Regions from separate parts of the Mus musculus genome. Here region 2 is linked to region 1. The links are chromatin contacts, called in public HiChIP or PLAC-seq maps. All regions are on one chromosome and are shown on one strand. The core of a region is the stretch at or near the end of the contact, and the rest is flanking DNA. Distances in the headings are between cores, read along the strand shown. Region 1 overlaps Map3k1 (mitogen-activated protein kinase kinase kinase 1). Region 2 overlaps Ankrd55 (ankyrin repeat domain 55).

Evidence for each region. HiChIP or PLAC-seq counts read pairs in DNA pulled down with a chosen protein or histone mark.
Region 2: an HNF4G HiChIP or PLAC-seq map of pancreatic cancer cells shows a contact between it and region 1. The contact joins two enhancer-like sites. A contact is called at or near these places in 2 of 484 Hi-C or Micro-C datasets (bone marrow-derived macrophages and olfactory sensory neurons), 4 of 115 datasets of contacts at active chromatin or transcription factors (astrocytes, embryonic basal ganglia, embryonic stem cells and 1 more) and 1 of 9 other capture datasets (embryonic stem cells).

The regions. Positions count from the first base shown.
Region 1 is chr13:111,784,872-111,790,894 of GRCm38.p6, forward strand. The region is part of intron 1 of Map3k1 (mitogen-activated protein kinase kinase kinase 1); the gene reads right to left. Among named protein-coding and RNA genes, the nearest start is that of Map3k1, 21 kb to the right of the region's middle. Within about 2 kb of position 3,485, at least 113 of the 459 cell types and tissues checked have an H3K27ac peak or open chromatin away from gene starts, as enhancers often do. A contact at or near this core is called in bone marrow-derived macrophages and pancreatic cancer cells, where this site is marked.
Region 2 is chr13:112,314,302-112,320,167 of GRCm38.p6, forward strand. Ankrd55 (ankyrin repeat domain 55) reads left to right here. Exons shown (of 11, transcript NM_029898.3): 2 at 4,124-4,246. Among named protein-coding and RNA genes, the nearest start is that of Ankrd55, 29 kb to the left of the region's middle. Within about 2 kb of position 4,385, at least 58 of the 459 cell types and tissues checked have an H3K27ac peak or open chromatin away from gene starts, as enhancers often do. A contact at or near this core is called in bone marrow-derived macrophages and pancreatic cancer cells, where this site is marked.

The DNA of each region.
Region 1 (6,023 bases), core at 2,235-4,734:
GTCAGCAAAGGCTCCAAATCCGAATCTCCCAGTGAAGGGAGTGGTCCTCGGACAATGGGAGCTGACTCCATCCAAAGGCTGGCAGAGCCCGAGTTCAGCTACACCTGTCTGGTCCGTTGATTCTCAGCCGAAGCGTGAGTTCTGGAGTAAGTTCAAAGAAGTTAAGAAGGTTTTTCTCTAAAAACCGCTTTACTGCCTCAAGAAAGCCCCACTATTCAGATCTTTGGAAGGGGCCTGTAGAGTGTTCTCTTTTCCTGGTAACAGACCCTGGGGGTCTGAAAGACAGCACCGGTGAGCCTTTAGCCTTCAGCATGGACAGCCTAGCGCAGGCAGGGGCTGACTTATAACCCAATCATGTCAGAGAACACTGGACATCAGGCCCTGGAGGAGGATGAAAGGCCATCACGGCCGATGGACGGGGCTGATCTGACAGCTAGAGGAGTCTCAATCTCCAGAAAAGACAGAAAGAAAGCAACAGACCACAGTCGCCCACTCAGCTGCGCTGAGGAGGAGAAGGAAGCCTCCCTTCTGGGGTGCAGGTGTGCATGTGCGCAGGGAAGAGAGGCACCAAAGCCCGGAGAAACACAGGGAGTTTCCATCCAAGAGACAACAACACTTAACAGGTTGGACTTGGCAGGAAAATGTATATACACGTTACTCATATATGCAACAGCAGAGATCGCATTTCTTGTAATGCGTGTTCCGAGGATGGGGGAGACAAGGTCAGATGCGAACTCACTGACCACGGGGTGTGAGCCCTGGAGCCAGGCCGCCTAGGGTCAAATCTTACTCGCCATGTAACTGAGGTCCAAGTTGTTCAACACGCCTCACCGTCAAGCGGGGTTACTGTTCCGTAAGGCGGTTCCAGAGCATGGTCTGTATACAGGGTACTTTGGAGGGAGCTAACTTTCACGCCTCCCCCTGCTGACCTCTTGTGTAAGTAAAATGGGGAGACAGGGACTACTAGAACTATGAACACTGCTGCTGTTACACTGTGCTGTGGAGACTGCCTCAGGTCCAGGTGCTGCTCCAGGTCTGAGCACAGCCAAGACTCACGGTCATGGCTGAGGATAGACTCTTACAAAAAGGTTAAGTAGTCTATGAGCTCTCAGTTACGAGAGAATTTGGGGGCTTTAAAACCAGGTCTTTCTGTCCTCAAAGCTTTCTCCCCTTCCACCTAAACCATGATGCTTCATATATATGTGAATGTATATGTATACATACATATATACTATTGCATACTATTTCATGTATGCAATACTTACTATTGCATACATGAAAGCACCAAATAGAACCATTACCCACCCCACTGCCGCCTTTTCCCATCGGGTTCGGAAGGTAATACTTGGCTAGAAACATGAAGAACATGAAGACTATGGTGGAGGCTCTTCTGGGCTCAGGAGTCAGGGATTGGGTCTGTTCAGTGTGGGTACTAGGATCATATAATTTCTGTCAAATGACAGGTGCAATTTCCCTACGGCACGAGGACACGGCATCAGAAACAAAGCTTCCTAGAGCAACCTTGGTGACCAGCATATTTAAACGTGGGACTCTTACATGATCTCCATCTGGTCAGAAGCTATGTGGATCACACACGCTCTGTGATAACACGGCCCGGGAAGACACTCAATGCTTGATGATTTTAAGAACAGTACTAACTTAGTTACTAGGCATGGGCATCGTTTCAAAGCTCTCTTAGAGACATCTAAAGCTGTTAAGAACATTCAAGCTGTTAAGTAGCGAGTGCAAAGCATGGGTTTCCAGGCTGTTTTACACGAAAACATTACTGTTGCGGTCTCATAGAAGATTAACTGCATCATCAATGTCATCCCTTAAAAGACACAGAGCCACTCTCCATATTGGCGTGCAGGGAACTGGAGAGCATCAGGGGCTGGAGGGGGGCTAGGAGCGCCTGCCCAGGCTTGGTGGCAGTGCAGCCACAGTGACATCCTACACTGAGGTCCAACTCTCTAGCACAGGCCTCTTTGTGGGCACCTGGCCTACTTTGCCAAGAACCGGGGATAACATTACCAGAAATGCTTAATTTGTATCAACTCATGAAATTATGGCTTATTTCTCACTTTTGGACAGGGTCGCATATATCAGTTAAAACCCACTGTGACCAAGGATGGCCTCGAGCTGCCTGCCTGCCCAGCTTTCCCTTCCAAGTGCTGGGATCATCGCTACCCCTGGCTCACATTAGCTTCTGAGGGCTAATCTGAAAGTATAACTTTTGCCATAACCGAGTATTTTATAATTTTAAAACCATCTTCTCATGACTATTAGCTATTCGGTCAGTTAATATTCATTATTTAGGCATCTGTCATTTCAAGATATATCTTAAGCTCAAACAACAACAAAACAAATGACTGGACTCCTGTGAATTACACTTGGTGCTTCTGACTTCACACACACACAACACACACACACACACACACACACACACATTCTATACCACGTTCTAACTCCTTAAAGTTGTGGGTTTAAAAGATTTATTTGTGTGTGTGTATGTGCGTGCGTGTGTGTGTGTGTGTGTGTGTGTGTCTGCATGTGTCTGAGTACTGCCCATGGAGGCCAGAAGAGAGTGTCAGATCTCTCAGAACCCAAGTTACAGATGGCTGTGAGCTGCCATCTTGGTGTTGGGACCCAAACCCAGGTCCTCTGCAAGAGCAAAAATGCTTGTCACAGCTGAGCCATCTCGCCAGCCCCTGTAGTTGTATTAATTAGTTCATGATCTTGATATAAATCCTTTTACAGGCTGTATAATACAGAGGAACATGTCGCAAGTACGGATCAATTCAGCCCGTAGGTTACATATCCCTTAAAAATTACCAGATGCTTGTATAGTTCAGCAAAGTGGAAAATCTAAGATACATGCCAAGTAATTAATTAAGCCATGTTACCAAAAGTGTATCAACCCTCTAAAAATCATGACTACAAAATTATGAAATAGCATTCCTTAGCTAAGACGCTGGCATGTTTGCTAAGCGTCCATGTCTCAGCTTCTCAGCAGAGAGCACACTATTTATTATTAAAACCCTGAGACTGAAAAGGCCCAGGTGGATCGCACTCCTCCGTAGGTCTGGATTTGCAGGTGGATCCCAGGAATCCCTGCAGTGACAGGATCATCTCAGTAACAGGATCATCTCAGTAGCAGCCCCACCCCTGAGAGTGCAGCTCCCAGTAGATCATGGCCCCAGCCACATGCCATATGTCACTCTCCCTAGTCACTCTTTAGAATAGTTCTCTTCTTCTCTGCCAATGTGTCCATCATGAGACGAGCCAGTTGGTTGGGACACTGAAACGTGCAAAGTGCTGTTTAGATGGTGTTAGGAGCATCCTGGCTGCCGGCTGCCCCTTTACTGCAAGATGAACCAACTAGAGCTGACTGCCTTGTCTGGAAAACCCGAAGGTCACAGGAAGGGAAGGGGATCAGGAAAAACGACGCTTTGCTCGGTAGGGGGCGCTCTTTCCTTAAAAATGTAATTTAGACGATTATTAATAGCAAAGGTAGCCTGCCCACAAATCACTTCGAACAGAAGCAGCACTCACTCTGACATCCTGCCCCAAATATAGCTGGAGTCAAGGTCTTCCTAAGTATGCCTTCCTCACCTCAGGGGCACCCTGAAGCCGTCCTAAGTGCCAGTGTCTTTTCACTTTTGATGACTCAGCAGGATCACACTTCTATGGCTTTACGCTGGCAGGGCTTGACTCATGACTGTCGGGTGCGTGCTTCTAAACCTCCCGTCGGAACCACTTTCCAGTTTTAACAACAACCGTGTACTGGGCGAGAGTGTGACAGAAACTATTATTCCCACTAAACCAACAGCGACTCCTTCGTGAGCACGCGGGTCAGCCAATGCTCTCTGTCAGGAACAGCAATCTCACTTAACTCTCAGTCAGGCTGATAACGGACGACACAGTTCTAAGCCTCAAGACTTTCAAACTGAAACATGAAAACCACTTGGCAGTGTTCTGATAGAACCTGAGTTTTCCTAGCACGAGGGAAGGGAGAACAAAAGCTAACCCTACCATGCTCTCCCGAGGTGTGTCCCCCCAGGACTGGTGCCCGTGCTCCCTTCATGCAGTGCTCCCTGGGGCACGGCGGACTTTTTTTTTTAATTGGAATTATTCCTTTGAAGGGAGAGTGTTTTGCCTGCATGTCCATAGGCGCATCCGGAGTGTGCTTAAGTACCGGAGGAGGTCAGAAGAGGGTACTGGAGTTACAGTTAACTGGGACCGGAGTGAATCAACAGTGCTCTTAACTGATGAGCGGCCCATCTAGACCCCCTCAGCCCCACCCCTTTTATCAGCCTATGGGCTCACATTTCCAAGGCCCTATGGTCAGTCACCCCATACTGCCCTAGACACTAACTGAGCTCCCCTCAGGCTACAGCCCCTGTAACAGTGCAGAGAACCTTCCTCCAGCCTCCTCAGCACACAGCTCCTCACTCGTCTGTCTGTCCCTACCACCAGACTGGGAATGAAGACAGAAGTGGGTTTCAAGTCTACTATCACTGTCTTACTAGAAAGGTTGGCACAAGGGATGGACTAGGCAAGTACATGCTGAGTAGGGTGGACTGTCCTCCTCGGACTGGGTCTACCTGAGGGCAAGATTTGTCTTACTCAGCTTTCAGTTTACAAGCAGTGCTAACGGATGCCCCTGGTATTTGCAGATGCTTGTGAAGGAAAAAAAAATGCCCTTCCTTCCTGTAGGAGCCTCCGAACCAAAAAGATCCTTCTCTGGTAGAAACATCTGCTGTGCCCTGAGGGGCGCTGCATGGAGAAGGGAGGTCAGATGCTAGGCAAGAGGTTTAAAGAGACAGAATTTGGCCCCAGGAAAACACCAAGGCAGGATTAGCAAGAAACCACCCTGAGTCCAGATCATTTGTCCTTAGTCAGGGGGCTTTCCCATTGCTTGAAACTTGCCCATGTGATCTAGTTAATTTGATTTTCCTGAAGTTAGTGACAAAACACAGCCCCGAGGAAGATCCAAGAGTCTGTGTCGGGGAGGCGGACAGCTGTGCCGTCTCAGCCAAGCAACCTGGGAGGCAGTGGAGAACTAAGGCAGTCAGGGGGGTGGTGTCCAGGGATGGCAAGTGCAGGAACTGCGAACCCAGACACAGGGTAAGATAGAGCTGGCAGGAAGCAAGCAATGCTGTCTGCACATAGTAACTGTATGGGTGGTGGGCTTTCTTATGACATTTCATACATGTGTGTAATATACTCTGATGTCCACCACTACCCTCCCGATACCTCATCCCACTGGCCCCCTTCCTATCAAATAGTCCTCTTTCTACTTTGGGGCCCGTGTGTGTATGTCACTCACACACACACACACACACACACACACACACACACACACACAATTCCACAGAAGAGAGAAAATATGCCGTATTTATCTGAGTCCTGCTTACTTTAACATCTGTGCATTTTCCTGCAGACAGCATGGCTCCGTTTTTCTGTGTCCGAATAGAATTGCCTTGCGTATGCTGACAGCACGCTTTCTTTACCTCGTCATCCACGGATGGGCGCCTAAACTGGCTGTCTACCTTGCAGAGAGTGTAGATAACTCTGCTGTATTCTGACTTAAGACTCTTTAGGAATCTGCTGGGGGTGGGACAGCTGGATCACACAGGAATTCTGCTTGTGTTTGTCTAAGGAACCTCCACGCTGGCTTCCACAGTGGTTAAACTAGTTAACATTCCTACCGGCAGGCCACAGCCCCCAACTCAGCTGCAGGTGCTGGTTTCCCAGAGGCAGGAATCTCAAAACAGCCTTTCCTTTTGGGTTTTTAAGACAGTGTCGTCTTACGTAGCTAAGGCTGGTCTTGAACTCACTATGTAAGTGAGGATGACCTAACCTTCCTCCTCCTATACTCCCCTCTGCTGGGGTCACACCCATACACTACCATACCCAGCTCCGTGGAGTTTTGGTTTGCACTTCTCCAATGGTTATGGATACTGACATTTTTCCATGTTCAGCATGTTCACCTGCTGGTCATTTGTATTTCTTTTGAGAGC
Region 2 (5,866 bases), core at 3,135-5,634, 530 kb after region 1:
AAATGCCCTGTAGATATGCCTGTAAACAAATCTTATGGAGGCATTTTTTCAACTGAGATTCCAACTTTCCAAATGATTCTAGTTTGGGTCAAGTTGACCAAAAAAAAAATCAACACAAGCAGTATAGTTGATTGTTAAAACTGAGCATAAAAACAATATAATCACATTAACCAGCAATCCTACTTTTGAGGTTATAGCCAAAAGAGTTGAGAGCAGGCTACCAAAGCAATTTGTGCACACATGTTCACTGGGGCGTTACTCATAATAGCCAAAAGAAAGAAAAGAAAAAGCAAAACCAAGTGGACACCAAGAGATGAATAGAGAAATAAATATGATTGGTTTGTATGTAGAAAAGAAGATCACTCAACATTCAAAAGGAAAAGTGGACACATGATCCTCCATGAATGAGCCGACACTATGCTGTGTGAAATAATCTAGTCACAAAGAGACAAACAGTGTTCATTCCACACATATGAAAAACCTAGACTCAGATTCACAGACACAGAAAGTACGGTCGAGCTTTCTAGAGGCTGGGCAGGGAAAATAGGGGTTATGATGTAATGGGTACAGAGTTCTGGAAGATGAAAAGGGCTTGGAGATGGGTGGTGGTGGTTGTGCAATATTGTGAATGCCTTAAGGCCAGAGAACTGTAAAGTTAAAATGGTTAAATGTTGTGTATGCAAACTCAACTAACTAGACCACCTTCGTGACCTCATGGAATTATCTCCAGAACTAACCATCCTGCTCTCTTAAACCACTCAGGATACACAAATGAAGTTCACGACACCTCATTGTAGCCTCTCTCCTCTTACTCTTCCCAGCCTCCTCCAGCCACATTTAACACACAGGGTAAATATCTCAGTGTAACCCTGACCTGTGCAGAATGGACGGGCCCTATCACTCCCTCGACGTGGTAATAATCAGTTATCAGTTAGCGTTTCCTCCTCGTGAATTAGTTCACTAATTCCTGTGGAGCCAATATCCGTCTAATACCTTATGCTCCTTGCCAATGTGCCACTGCTAAAATTGTCCTTGCCTAGGACTCTCTGGCAAACTCACAAGAAAACTAAAGCATGTCCGCAAGGTAATACAAAACGACAAGCCATAAAATAAATAAGGGAATGAATAAGAAGGATGTCTTGGCATATGCAAATGTTCCAGGGATATTGCTGGCCTAAGGTGCTGTGATTGGGGGTTCAAGTGGTGTCAGCAGTTGCCAGCTCTTCCATTCCCCTGGCTCAGCTCTGCTCTGCTCCATCTTCATTCTTCTCACCAGGCAGATGCTGACTGCAAGCTTCCCAATTCATGGGCAGTGGAACAGAGAGAGAATGTGTGTGAGAGGAAGGTGGGGAGGGGAGGGAGGAGAGCAGTGCTCGCCACAATCCCAGCTGGAGTCTATTTGCTTTTCATAGACTCTAATCGGTCCACAGCCCTGAATATGTCACCTCGACCACAGTAATGCAAATTCTTAATAGCTCTGTTCCAGGTCACATATTCTGAATCTGGGTCAGGATAGAATAGTCCACTGAAACTGCAGTTTGCCTGGAAGTGGAGTACTGATGACCACCCCGGAGTGTTCAAGGTAAAGCTAGCATCAGGAAGAGGGGAGGTTGAGCAACAGAAAAGACAGATTCAGCCATCTTTCAATGAGTCTCATGGGTACTTGACAGGCTCAGATATATTGCACATAAATGTAATATTCAAATCCTTCTGGCAAAATATTTTTGGGATCCTAATTCTAGGAGGCAGTACAGCACCACATCGTGATGAAAGTACTGTGTATATCAGTCATGAACTGAACATGAACATGTTATCAAGTAGCATGCAGTTTCTAAAACCCCACAGTTGAATCTGGTGTGATGGCATACACTTGTGATCTTAGCACGGCGGGTGGGGTGGGGGGCACAGGTAGATCACTCATGAATTTGAGACCAGTCTGATCTACAACTCATGAGTTCTAGGCCATCAAGGGCTACACAGTGATGCCCTGCCTCAGATCAATAAGAAACAAACAGCTCCGTAGTCCACCTGTCACCGTCGGCAGCTTCCTGACCCAATCAGGCTTCTTCCCAGGGGTCACTACCAGCATCTTTGAATGTGCACGTATTACTAGAAAGTAGGTCCCTCTTTTAAGTTGGGGCCTTAGTTCCAACACCCAGAGACCCTGGGAATCATCTTAACAAAATGCCCTGAATTATGTGAAGATCTGTAACAAAATCTAAGTGATATATGGCTTCATTAGTTGCCTTCATCAACAAGAGCCCTATTTTAAATATATACCCCAGACATGTAATACTGTCTAAATAAGCTAACATTTTTTTAAGTGGAGCAGAATAAGTAGCAAGTACTAAAAAATGCTTACTAAATGCCAGGTTGCTGTTAAGCACACAGGATTAATTTTAACACAGAGTCACTCCACCCAAGGGAGGTAGTTTCTAAGGGAGGCACTTGTCAGTGTTGTCAAGATCTCCACTTTACAGATAAGGAAACTAAGCCCGGTGAGGGTGACTGGCCCACAATTCCACGCAGCTGGTTAGCACAAGCCTGGCATATACCCAAGGTATCTGACTCCAAAGTCATCAAGCCAACCGCACCCTGCCATGCAAATGAGTAGGGGAGCCTGCTTCAAAACATGGACGAGTTAGAAAGCAGTCACTCGCTGTACAAAACAATGTTATTGTAAATAAGCCATCCCCAGCTACGAGCTTGCGTTGGACTGGCTAGCTGGGTAAAAATCATTAATGGTTTCTCAGAAATACTGGGACAGAGAAACCAAACCCAAACTTTAGGACTCGTGGCAGCTAAAGTTCAAAGAACCAAAAGGCCAATGGTCTTAGTGTCCACCCGAGAAGAAAAACACAACTTTAAAACTGTTGAGATATCCTCTCTCTAATAGAGGGGCTTGGCACAGCCTCCCCTGAGGTGTCCCACAAGACAGCTCGCTTCTTAACCATCTCTGTGCATTCCTGCAGTCACCTGACCACAGTCTGTTGTCATCCTTGGCAGTAAGACCTGTTGGATCAATTCTTCACAAAGGCACAGTAAACAGTTGGCTCCCTCATTCAAAGCAGTTTCGTACAACCTTAGTTCTTCTAGAAATAGCATCTTTACAAACCCAGGTGTTTGAAACTGAACAGGTTTTAATTGGGGGGGGGGTATGCAAAATGAGGCATGAGAAGCCAATATAAATGCAGTAGATGAGCACCAATGAAAAGGTATGGCTCTCCTTTCAATTGCAGGACAACAGTGGTGGGCAGGTTATGAGGGGGGCCACATGAGAGCTAGTTCTGCATAGGGAAAGCTCCTGGTGGGAAGGAGGCAGCTACTGCTGGATGCCAAGCAAGGGAGGGAGAGCCCCATCTTCTCCCTTCCCAGTCTTCAGTGCCTCCCTCCCATGTATCCTCCCATGCAGGATAAAGGCATCTGGAGATACAGTCATCACAGATGAAGGTGCAGAACATCTCTGGAGGAGAGAGAGGGAGGAGCATAATGCTTTTCCCAAAGATGGATGAACTGAGGTACTAAGAAGACAGGTCATGCGTCCATGGATGTAGTTCAGTTGGTAGAGGGCTTACCTAGAAAGCACATGCCTTCAATGCCCAACAATTGCATAGAATCAGGCATAGCAGCCCACATCTGCAAATGCAAGGGGTGGATGTAAGAGAATCAGCAATCCAAGATCAGCCTCGGCTATATAGAATACTCAAGGCTAACCTGGGCTACACGAGAACTTGACTCTAAACAGGAAACAAGCAAAAGAGAAGACTGTAGCATGCTTTGGGTCTTGAAGAATAGATTGAAGCCAAGACACTGGCCTTCTTCCCTTGCTGGTCTCTCTAATTTTGGGAAACCAGCATGCCCAAAGAGTCATGACATGCAAAGAGTGCCTAATCCCAAGGCTCCTTGCCAACACGTGGTGGCGTTGCAAATGACCTAGAGTGGCCCACTTTTCTTCAGAAGTGTCTTTTCCAGAAAGGAGTATGTGACTAAGCTGACTCAGCCTCTGCCTGGATTCACTGGGGAGGGAGGTTTAGTGACTCACTTGTGTGGGTGACAATCTGGTCTTGTGGTATTCTTTGAGTGAACGTACTCTACATATTAACAGAGTGTCTGGTTCATGCAGGTGACTCATCTGAAGAAGTCGACCTGGCAATGGTGTATCAGGCAGCATCGAATGGAGATGTCAACTCTCTGACCTCCGTCATTCGGGAGGATCCGTCCATCCTGGAGTGTTGTGACAGTGAAGGTGAGCTGTTTGTGAGGTGTTTTTGTTTTTGTTTTAAACCTGGAATGGAATGCTTTATCCTTTCAGAGATGGTCTTTTGAGATGAGCAACACTAGTGAAATTCTTTTTGACTGACCACAAGATACTATAGGCATCTTGCCTGTGGCTCTGTAGAATCCTTTGGCATTTTTCAGCATGACACTGGACACAGAACTTCAGCACCTTTTACACATTATTCACTTATTATATTTCATATATTATTATGAAGTGGGTTGTTTCCAGTATTTTTGTAAGACTGACCAATTACGTGTGTGTGTGTGTGTGTGTGTGTGTGTGTGTGAAAGCCAGAAGTCAACCTCAAGTGTCATTTCTAAGGTATTATACATTTTATTTTTTGAGACAAGGTTTTTCACTGGAATTTTGAACTCACCCAGTAAGTTAAGCTGACTGAGCCCCAAGTATCTGCCTGTCTCCATTCCCTCTGGACCAATATTACAAGTACAAAACATTATGTCTGACTTTCGTATGCGTGTTCTGGGAAACCTACTCAGGGCCTCAGGATTGCACAGCAAGCACTTTGGGGACGGAGGCCTCTCTTTGATCACCAGTAGTTATAACAGGTATCTAGGAAGAGCAGAAATGGATGTTGGAGAAATGTAAGAATTTGGCCCTTGAGACCACATCATGGTTGTATTTCCACCTGTATTCTTTCTAAATACAACTAAGAACTCTGGATATGATGACTAATATAACTCTGGAAACCAAGAGAAGGACCAAGTCCTTAGATCCAAGGACAGGCATGATGGTGAGTTCTCTGGGATGGCCTTTTGCCTTGTATATCCCAGGGTTGGAGCTGAAGGAGCTGGCAACACAGAATACCAAAAGACACGGACAGAAGAGAAGCCTCTGAAAATCTGCATCCTATAGGCAAAACGCCAAGACTGATCACTGATAGGAGGAGACTCTCTACACCTCTATGTGGTTTCACAAGAGGGAACACTCCGTCATCTGTATGAATTCTTGCTTCAGAAGCTTAGAGGGAGAAGAGCGAAATAATCTCAAAACACACGGAGGGGGAGAGAGGAAACAAGAAAAGATGAAATTAACCGGGCGTGGTGGTGCACACTTTTAATCTCAGCACTCGGGAGGCAGAGGCAGGAGGATTTCTGAATTCGAGGCCAGCCTGGTCTACAAAGTGAGTTCCAGGACAGCCAGGGCTACACAGAGAAACCCTGTCTTGAAAAAACAAAAAAACAAAAAAAGATGAAATCAAAAACAAAAGCAATAGGGAAAAAAAAATCTAAAAAAACCAAGGAACAACCTGTAGCACTGTCACTGTCAAGAAAAACTAACTGAAGGAGATGCAAATTCCTGCTCTTGGGAATGCAAGGACATCACTACAGTCCCCACAGAAATGCTGCAAACAACTTCACACACGTAAATTTGACAATTTAGATGAATGGATTAATTGCTCAAAATAAAATAAATTGAGAGGAGGAGGAGAAGAGGTTAGCTTCCCTTAGAAACTACTGTTCATCTATACATGAAAATACCACAGTGGACACCAACAATAAACTTAATTAATGGTTGTTAACAGTCCTGGTACAAAACAAGTTAAATATTCCTATAAGTATTTAGAAA